Regions from separate parts of the Sus scrofa genome. Here region 1 is linked to region 2. Evidence: chromatin contacts called from public Hi-C data. All regions are on one chromosome and are shown on one strand. Each heading gives the region's core, a stretch centred on a gene start, on an enhancer-like site or on the middle of the called end of the contact. The rest is flanking DNA. Distances are from core to core; before and after follow the strand shown.

Evidence for each region. Hi-C and Micro-C count contacts between places; a contact is called where the count stands out from the background.
Region 1: a contact with region 2 is called in a Hi-C map of skeletal muscle, with 2.8 times the contacts expected there. The contact joins the promoter of ACADM here to the promoter of RABGGTB in region 2. A contact is called at or near these places in 1 of 5 promoter capture datasets (liver), 11 of 47 Hi-C or Micro-C datasets (alveolar macrophages, embryonic fibroblasts, epiblast stem cells and 5 more) and 2 of 2 datasets of contacts at active chromatin or transcription factors (alveolar macrophages and skeletal muscle).

The regions. Positions count from the first base shown.
Region 1 is chr6:137,572,189-137,577,249 of Sscrofa11.1, forward strand. ACADM (acyl-CoA dehydrogenase, C-4 to C-12 straight chain) reads right to left here and starts at 3,356. Exons shown (of 12, transcript NM_214039.1): 1 at 3,322-3,356. The coding sequence starts at 3,351.
Region 2 is chr6:137,532,604-137,537,777 of Sscrofa11.1, forward strand. RABGGTB (Rab geranylgeranyltransferase beta subunit) reads right to left here and starts at 1,529. Exons shown (of 11, transcript NR_145513.1): 1 at 1,509-1,529; 2 at 27-134.

The DNA of each region.
Region 1 (5,061 bases), core at 2,106-4,605, 41 kb after region 2:
AGGAATTTTCTCCTTGGAGGATCCCATTTTCTAAGATATCTCACTTTAACAAAATAAATAAGACAAAACCAAGTTCTATATGTTCTGCTGTTCTCTGGAAGTATTCTCAAAATATTCTAAGCCAGGAGTCAGCACACTATGGTACCAACCAGTTTTATAAATAAAATTTTACTGGAACACAGCCATACCATCTTGTCTATTTCTGCTTTCATAGCAGAGTTGTGAAACCATATGGTCCACAAAGTCAAAAACAGTTACTGTCCCTTTACAAAAAGTTTGTCAACTCTACTATAAACCATTAATATACTACTTGTCTTACTATCTGAAATATACTTATATTTCTTCAAAAACATAAAAATATGGTATCATTGCTTTGCAAGCCATTTTTATACCCTTAACAGTTCAAGGTACACAAAAAGTAACCACTTACATTTATTAAAGTTATCAAACTGGAAACCATACTGGAACTTTTGAGTAATTGTTTAAGAACAGCCAAAATTACACAATTTACACTTCAAGTATTTTTGATGAAACTATTTCTAGGCAATTCTAGTAAGCTAGACATTGAAAGAAAAGAGAAACTCAACAATATACTAAAAGACCAAGGACTGAACTTGCTTATGTTTTTCAAAATCTGTGAAAAGAAACCATCCACTTTGACAGCTGTCTATCTGGCAACTTCAGCTTGTAAAGAGAATCACCTACATTTAATGTGACAATAATAGGAGTTCCCGTTGTGGTGCAGTGGTTAACAAATCCAACTAGGAACCATGAGGTTACGGGTTTGTTCCCTGCCCTTGCTCAGTGGGTTAACAATCCGGCGTTGCCGAGAGCTGTGGTGTGGGTTGCAGAGGCGGCTCTAATTCCTTGTTGCTGTGGCTCTGTTGTAGGCTGGTGGCTACAGCTCTGATTAGACCCCTAGCCTTTGAAATCTCCATGTGCCACGGGAGCGGCCCTAGAAAAGACAAAAAGACAAAATAAATAAATAAATAAAATAAAGGGACAACATAGGAGTTCCTGTTGCGGCACAGTGGAAACAAATCTAGGAACCATGAGGGTTTGATCCTTGGCCTCACTCAGTGGGTGAAAGGAATCAGGATTATTGCTCTGACATTTATATTAAGAGCTCATGCTATCAACCACTTTGCTGTATCAATCCTTCAATTTAGTATCCTAATTGGTTATTAGATTCTATAAAGAAAAAAAAAAATCCCAGGAAAAAGACCAAAAACTTGACTCTTCTAAATGTATGTTTAGATAGCACTGCATGAAAATTCTAAATTCACCAATACAGGTAAAATGGTGAGCTGAAAGACTTTAAATAAGGGATTATTACTGTATTTAAAATAATTTACAAAAAATTTCTATATGGTTTTTTTAGGAAAACATGTTACACTGAGTACAAAGGTTGCTAAAGCCAAGGGCAATTCCCAGAGACCTGCAATTAACTTCTTTTCAAACCTGGAAAATGGGGCCAATATTGGGTAATTAATGAGATGATCAGGGTTTTTTTTTTTTTTTTTTTTTTTTTGGCTTTTTAGGGCTGCACCCGAAGCATATGGAGGTTCCCAGGCTAGGGGTCTGATTGGAGATACACCTGCCGGCCTACACCACAGCCACAGCAATGCCAGATCCAAGCCAAGACTGCGACCTACACCACAGCTCATGGCAACGCCGGATCGTTAACCCACTGAGCAAGGCCAGGGATAAAACCAAAACCTCGTGGATTTGTTTCTGCTGAGCCACGACAGGGACTCCTAAAATCATTTTTTAAATCCCCCAATTTCTGCCTGGAGTTCTCATTGTGGCTCTGTGGTAACAAAGCTGACTAGAATCCATGAGGACTAAGGTATGATCTCTGGCCTCATTCAGTGGGTTAAAGGATCCTACCTGGTGTAGGGTGCAGATATGGCTCAGATCCCTAGCTGCTGTGGCTGTGGCATAGGCCTGCAGCTACAGTTCCAACTTCTCCTAGCCTAGGAACTCTCATATGCCTTGGGTGTGGCCCTAAAAAAAAAAAAAAAAAAAAAAATTCCCCCAATTTCTGCTGTCAGAGCCCATTAACGTATACAGCAATGACAAATACTGGACAACAGGCATTAGAATTATTCTAAACTCTAAAACTGCTACTATTTTGGTCGAGGACATAACTTTCTTAATTAAAATGAAGTTTAAGTGGCAGTCTTATGTGACTATATCAATAATATTTAAGACAGCAAAATATACCTAGTAACTCAAACAATTTAAAGTCTGTGAGGGAGTTCCCATTGTAGCTCAGTGGTAATGAACCCCACCAGTATCCATGAGCAAAGGACAAGAGCTCAAACCCTGGCCTTTGCTCAGTGGGTTATTGATCTGACGATTCTGTGAGCTGTAGTGAAGACACAGCTGGGATCCAGTGTTGCAGCTCTAATTCAACCCCAGCCTAGGAACTTCCATATGCCTCCGGGTAAATGAAGCCAACCCCCCCCCCCCCAAAAAAAAACAGGAGACAACACTAGGATATACAAAAAGCTTTAAGAAAAATTCTGCTGTAGGATTTTCTTTTAAAAAAAATTGTTTTTTGGCTGCTCCTGCTGCACAAAGAGGGCCAGGCATCAACCTTCCCCTCAGTAGTGACAACACTGAATCCTTAACTCACTAGGCTACCAGGGAACTCCATCCCCCCTTTTTGTAAAGGCACACAATGTGGAAGCGTTCCTCTCCTTCTTACAAAACCAAGTGTTATTAACCATATTAAATATCCTGAAGGGCAGCTGCTCCATTTTCCTTTTCCCCGTGACTTGGCAGACACCCAAGATTCAAGTTCATCTGAGTTGTGCACTTTCCAGTATACATCAATTGCAGAATGAAATTTATGACTTCCGTCCTAGGCTGGAGATAGCCGGTAGAGAATTTTCTCCGAGATACTACTCTAGTTCGGCAAAAACTGGGTGTAATTCTGTAATTCCCCGCCCAATTCGGAGATAGATGTACTTCGGTGTAGGATGGGAAATCTTTGGAAGGATCTCAGCCCAGAGAAAGAAAAAGGATATTCTGAAAAGTGGACGCCGCCTACATAGAGAGCAGGTGCCGAGGGGATAGAGTTAAGAGCGAAAACCCCAGAAGTATTCAGTCCCACAATGAGAGGAAGGGTGGGCGCGAAAGCCAGGCGAGGGCCTGTAATCCCAGCCGCTGCCCGGGATTGGGTAAGGAGAGCCAAGGCGCCCCGGAAGCAGAATCTCCCCCCACCCCGACCGCACCTATTTTCGGTCCAGGTCCCCCTCACCAAACATCGCAACCTCCATTCCCCACCCCGCCGAGCCCTGCCCTTCCTCTCACCCTGCAGCTTCGCCTAAACATCGCTGCCATGCCGCCAACCGGTCCGGTGACTCAATCTCTAAACCACCCTCTGGGTCAAGACCGCTTAAATTTGGTCGCATGACTCACCGGGCCCCGCCCACCCGCACCGAGCTCTGGGGCGGGAGGGGGCGGGGCCTGCGAAGAGAGTCTTTGAAAGGGACGTGGAAGACGGAACCCGCTGAGTGTGCGGGATTTAGCTGAACGCTCACTCTTGGCCTCGCCTACGCCGTGCGCGCCATCTTGGGAAGGGGTCTGGCGCGCTTCTGGGGCCTGACTCTTCCGCAGAGGTGGTTCCTGAAGAGGCCCCGCTTCCCACTAGGCCTTTGAGTTCAGACTACCCGCCCTCTTGGGGAGAAGCGGAGGCTGCCAGCGGTGCGGAGATGGAACCGCGAGGGGGAGGAAGCGGCGGAGGCGAGGATTAAGAGGGGGCCGGTAGGCTGGCGAAGAATCTGGGTCAAAGGGCAGTGACCAGGATCCTGGCGCAAAGACAGCCCCCGGGCTTTCGAACTTGACTTTTTTTTACTCTCTGACCCACCCAGATCGCTTCTGCTTTAAGGAGCCAAAAGTTCACATTGCTGGACTCAAGGCGAAGACTGTTCTGTGCTTAAAATTTAAACAGTGGGAATCTGAATCACTTAAGTAAATTTGATTTTACAAATAGCCCTAGGGCTGTCTATTACTGTTTACGTGTGTGGGTGTGGAGAAAGGTTTTGGAAACAAGGGTGTAAGATGAAGCCTTATCTAAAAGCTCCTAGCTTAGCGAGTTGGAAATAAATGCTTGAAGAATTCTATTTAAAGTCGCTCTCCCAGTTAGAGATAACTGTGATGTTACAAAGCCAGGGGATTTGTAAAGGTGATGTTACAAAGCCAGGGGATTTGTAAAGGTGTCCAGGCTTGGATGTCTGTTTGTGAAAACTAATGGAAGCCAAGTGTAAATGAAGAGTATTAACGTTTTCCAGAATTCCCAGAACTTTTTATTTTTATTGCTTCCATCCTAATTTAGGCTCTCATCCCTCCCCCCTAAATCTTGTTACTAACAACTCTTGACTAGTAAAGACTGTCTCAAAATAAATCTAAGACAGGTGTTCACTTTCTATATGCTGTTATTGTACCCCTCTACCAGAACCTTACACTTTGTCTTCCGGAAATATATGATGTATTTATTTGGACCGGGACAAGGCAGACTGTTAAATGCTAAATTAAAAGTACCGGAGAGGAGCTCCCTTTGTGGCACAGCGGAAATGAATCTGACTGGTATCCATGAGGATGTATATTCAATCCCAGGCCTCGCTCCGTGGGTGGGAGATCCTGCTGTGCTGTGAGTTGTAGTGTGGGTCAAAGACCAAGCTCGGATCCCACGTGACTGTGGCATAGCCTGGCAGTTGTAGTGCTGATTTGACCCCTAGCCTGGGACCTTCCTTATGCTGCCTAGGTGCAATCCTTGAAAAAAAAAAAAAAAACGTACCAGAAAAACTTGGAAAAGGGATAAGTCAGTTTGTCCTGGACTCTACAAGAAAAGCCCTCAAAGAGGTAGGTAAAGCATAAAATGGACTGTTTGAAATGGATTGGATTTGGCTATGCATGTCTTCTTTTTTTCCAGTTTCTTATTCTGAACGTTTTAAGCACAGAAAAAATGAACAGAAACTACAAAGTCACACATATGCCCATCACTAAACTGAACTTGTTTATGTTTTTCAAAATCTGTGAAAAGAAACCATC
Region 2 (5,174 bases), core at 279-2,778:
ACTTTTCAACATAAAAGCATACATACGTAATCATCTTTCTTTGAGCCATAGGATGCAATATAATCTGCATGCTTCTCCAGGAATAGGGTGTCAGGTGCATCTGACTTGATAATGACATCCTTCTGCGGTGTACCCTTCCACAATAAATTGATTTCATAAGTTATCTCTTAATATTTGACCCCAGAGCATGTGTTCAATATACATCTGAACTTTTTATTTCGTGTTGCCAAATGAAAACTTTCAATTTAAAATTATCTGGCCAAGAAAAACCAAGGCACTAAAGTCCTTCATAAAGATCCAAGTATTTTTCAGGTCTCAGAGTAATTCTAGAGCTAAAGTAGTACTAATCAACTTTAGATTCAGAATACATGCCAGCTCATCATCGACCCAAAAATACTACCTTCATCTGTCTTTATCTTTCACACAGAACACCAAAATAAAATAAAAATCTATTTATTCCATAATTTGAGTTAAGTGCTTTAATGAAGTTTAACTCTAGAAATTGTATAAATTCTGGGAACTTCGAAGCACCTTCCATATACCTCAAAGGTTATTTATCAAGGAAGCAGTCCCTTTAGACTCACCTTCTCCAGCTTTAGCCTGTTTCCCCAAATGCAACAAGTCCCCAAGGGACGAGAATGCTGCTCTAGTTATCCACATTTCTGATCTATATCTAAGACTGTACTTTACTGTTTTATTTGAAGTAGGTCACAACAGTTATCAATAATAAAATAGTGAATTTCTCAGAGTTCCCGTTGTGGCTCAGCAGAAAGAATCCAACTAGCATCCATGAGGATGTGGGTTCGATCTCTGGCCTTCCTCATTGGGTTAGGGATCAGGCACTGCTCCGAGTTGTGTAGGTCGCAGATTAGGCCTGGATCCCACATTGCTGTGGCTGTATCATAAGCCAGCAGCTACAGTTCTGATTGGACCCCTAGCCTGGTAACTTTCCTATGCCATGGATGCAGCCCTAAAAAGAAAACAAAACAAAACAAAAAAATAATAGTCAATTTCTTGTCTAGCCCATTGCCCATTAAAATTTACTAGGTCAACAAGATCGTACCGCTAATCATTCTAAAGATCTTAAATAATTCTTTTTTAATTTTATTACTCCATTTATTACATTGGATAATAATTCTAACGCATACATATATATATATATATATATATGCTTCAACCTACATATAGAAGGAAAAAGGTACTACCGACTTGCCCAGTTTTTAGGAGGAAATTAAGAAATCCGGTTGTTGAACCAGGAGGCCCGACCGATAGCAGGAAGTCTGAATAAAATCAGAGGCGGCAACGACGCATGCAAGGCCTGCAGAAAACGCTGAATAATACTTCACCCTCTCTCCCGCTCTCAAAAATACTCCCAAGACCTCTATCTTAACGCGACCATTCTCCAATATTTAGTAAACAACCCACCGGTGACTAAAATGCTTAATATCACCCTTCCCAGGCTCCTCCCGAGCCATCCGGACAGCAATGCAATACACGTCCACACTCACCATGTCTGACAGCGAAAAGAGAACTTGGCTCTTTCGTGGGCGGATTTAGGCAGCACGCGCCTGCCCAGAAGCGTCTCTCAGGTCCCCTCCGCGCCCAGACTTAGGTGACCACATTCCCGCCTGAAGGAAAGAGGGATCCCGAGGCTGCTCTAGGACCCCATCGGCTGCTCATGGCTGTCCTCGCTGCCTGTGCTTAAAGTCTCTAAGCCCGTTTTCTTGTCCCTTAAACACCGCCGTTTTATCTAAAACTGTTTTAAGTAATGTTTAAATATCTGCATAACTTTTAAGAAATCGTTTATTGTTGAGGATCTTTGAAATGCCTGGTAATAAATAGAGTTGCACCGTAATTACGTGTGCAATAAATATTCACATTCAGCTCTTATTAGCTAACTCTCACCTACTCCCTCCTCTTTCAGGAAGTTCTAATATTTGCAATATTTGGAGATTGTTTTTGAAAAGGAAACACCGTTATGCTTCTTATAAGCTTTCCATCGAATTCAGCTTTGCTAGGTGTGTTAATGCAGCTATTTGTAACTGTGCTTTCTTAGGACTTTAATCCTTAAAAGTATTTTGAGCACCTACCAGAAAATACTGGCACCTACTCTTAAATTTTTTTTTTTTTCAGGAGTTCCCATCATGGCGAAGCAGAAACAAACCCAACTAGGAACCACGAGGTTGTGGATTATATGCCTGGCTTCGCTCAGTGGGTTAAGGATCCAGCGTTGCCTCCACTGGAGGTGTGGTGTAGGTCGCAGACCTTGCTCCGCTGGGATCTGGCTTGCCTGTGGCGTAGGCTGGCAGCTATGGCTCCAATTAGACCCCTAACGTGGGAACGTCCATATGCCAAGGGTGTGGCCCTCAAAAGACGAAAAAAAAAAACCTGAAAAGTAAGAATTTGGGGAAGAATTCCTTACGCAGAGATATGTGTGAGCTATCAATAACTGAGAAAATATTGAATCCACTATGATGATAGATTTCATTATTTCTCTCTTAGTTCAATTGCTATCCCCAGGTATAGTTTGAGGCTAGGATAACATGTATTACTAAATGCATGTTAAGTTTAGAACTATCTATTTCTGGTGAGTCAAGCCACTTATCATTAAGTGATGATGTTTCTAGCCCTAATAATTTTTATCTTAAAAATTATTCCTTGGGAGTTCCCGTCATGGCTCAGTGGAACCATGAAGTTGTGGGTTTGATCCCTGGCCTCGCTCAGTGGGTTGAGGATCCGGCATTGCCGTGAGCTGTGGTGTAGACTGCAGACATGGCTCAGATCTTGCACTGCTGTGGCTCTGGCCTAGGCCTGAAGCTACAGCTTGGATTCGACCCCTAGCCTAGGAACCTCCATATGCTGTCAGTGTGGCCCCAGAAAAGACCCCTCCCCCCAGAAAAATTCTTCTTTGGAGTTCCTGTCGTGGCTCAGTGGTTAACAAACCTGTCTACTATCTGTGGGTTCACAGGTTTGATCCCTGGCCTTGCTCAGTGTGTTAAGGATCCTGCATTGCTGTGAGCTGTGGTGTAGGTCACAGATGTGGCTTGGATCTGACATTGCTGTGGCTGTGGTGTAGACCAGCAGTTACACCTCCAATTGGACCCTAGCACCACATGCTGCAGGTGCAACCCTGAATAGACAAAAGACCACAAAAAGTCTTCCTTGAAAGTTCCTTTATGGCACAGCAGGTTAAGGATCTGGCCTTGTCACTGCAGCAGTTTGAGTCCCCGCTCCAGTGTGGGTTTGGTCCCTGGCCCAGAAATTTCTATATGCCATGGGCACAACCAAAAAAAAAAAAAAAAAAGTCTATCTTGTTAAATGGTGCTGCCAAAAAATCAATCACTCAATCTGAGAAAGATATCAATCTGAGAAAGATATGGAATTTTTTATTAGAGTTAAATTTGAGATGTTATAACTTGGGAAGAGCAACTTGGAAATCTCTGAGAGCTGTTCTGCCCACAGTCAAAGCACAGTTAAATGCTGGTTTTCTGTGGGTTTTTTTTTCTTTTTAGGTCCATACCTGTAGAAGGGCCATATGGAAGTTTCCAGGCTAGGGGTCAAATCTGAGCTACCTACACCACAGCTCCTGGCAATGCCGGATCCTTAAGCCACTGAGCAAGGCCAGGGACCAAACCTGTGTCCTCATGGATACTAGTCAGTTTCCTTTCTGCTGAGCCATAACTGGAATTCTTCTAAGAAGTTAATCATGTTAATGCTAGGTTGATTGATTTTGGCCTCAGGCTGGGCTTGCAGATTTCCCTGGCCAGGGCTCTAATCCAAACCACAGCTATAGCCAGAGACTTAGCAGTGACAAGGCCAATTTTTTTTAGCCCTCTGAACCAGGAAGGAGCTATAAGGATGCTGCTATTTATTGCCGCTGATGAGGAATGTTTTGTCCGTACGTAATTCAGATACACAATGCACATTGCAGGGAAGAGGAGACCACAGGGCAGAGATTTTTTTTTTTTATGTTTAAATATTTACTGTCTTGCCACAAAATATGAATTTTATTTCACAATAGTAATGTAAGTCCCCCAGCTTTCTTTTACCTCTAAATCAGATGAGGGGGAAGTGTTGTGGAGTGAGAGGAACCAAGGGAGAGAGAGAGAGAGAAAAAAAAAAAATTCAAACCTGGAAAAAGCAACACTCAAAATAAGAATAACACAGAGTTCTCTTGTGGTGCTGTGGGCTAAGGATCTGGTGTTGTCACTGTAGTGACTTTCATTTGATCCCTGACCCAGGAACTTCGGCATACTGTGGGCCCAAGCAAAAAAAGAGACAATAATGCATCAAATCCAAAAAGCAACATTCAGACTGAATCAAACTGCTGAAGTAAAGGAAAGCAAGCCTCCCTTCCTACTTTATGAATTCATTTAACAAATATGTTTTGAGTGCCTAGGATGTGCCAAATATTCTAGGTTCTGGGAGTACAATGGTGAGCAAAATGGAAATACGTATAGGGAACAAATGTTCTAGAAATTCTTGTAATTACATTCAGTAATTTTATCTCTAGCTATTTGTTCTACAGATATACTCTCTTTGGTATAAAGTGACTTATGTGGAAGAATATTCATAGCAGCAAGTCTCTGTAATAGCTAAAGATTACAAATATTTTTAACCATCAAAAGGTTAAATAAACTATGGTGTTTTCATTATGCAGCCATTAAAAAGAATGAGGAGGAGTTCCCATCGTGGTACAACAGAAACAAATCTGACTTAAGAACCATGAGGTTGCAGGTTCGATCCCTGACCTCGCTCAGTGGGTTAAGGATCTGGCATTGCCGTGAGCTGTGGTCAAAAATGTGGCTCGGATCCAGCGTTGCTATGGCTGTGGCATAGGCTGGCAGCTGTAGCTCTGATTCGACATATGCCAAGGGTGCGGCCCTAAAAAGCAAAAAATAATAATAAATAAATAAGCAAATAAAAAGAATGAGGAAATGCTGCAAACATTGTTGTGGAAAGATGTACAAGGTATGTTAGGTAAAAACCAAAACAGAATGTACCAAACAATATACCAATGTACCATATGCTACTATCAGTGTGGGAAACAAAGGGAAAAAAATAAATGGATAAATTTGGGAATGCACAGAACCAAAGCAGTTGCCTACTGGATGAGAAATGGGTGAACAGTATTTAAGGAAAGCTTTTCAGAGTTCCTGTTGTGGGGCAGCAGA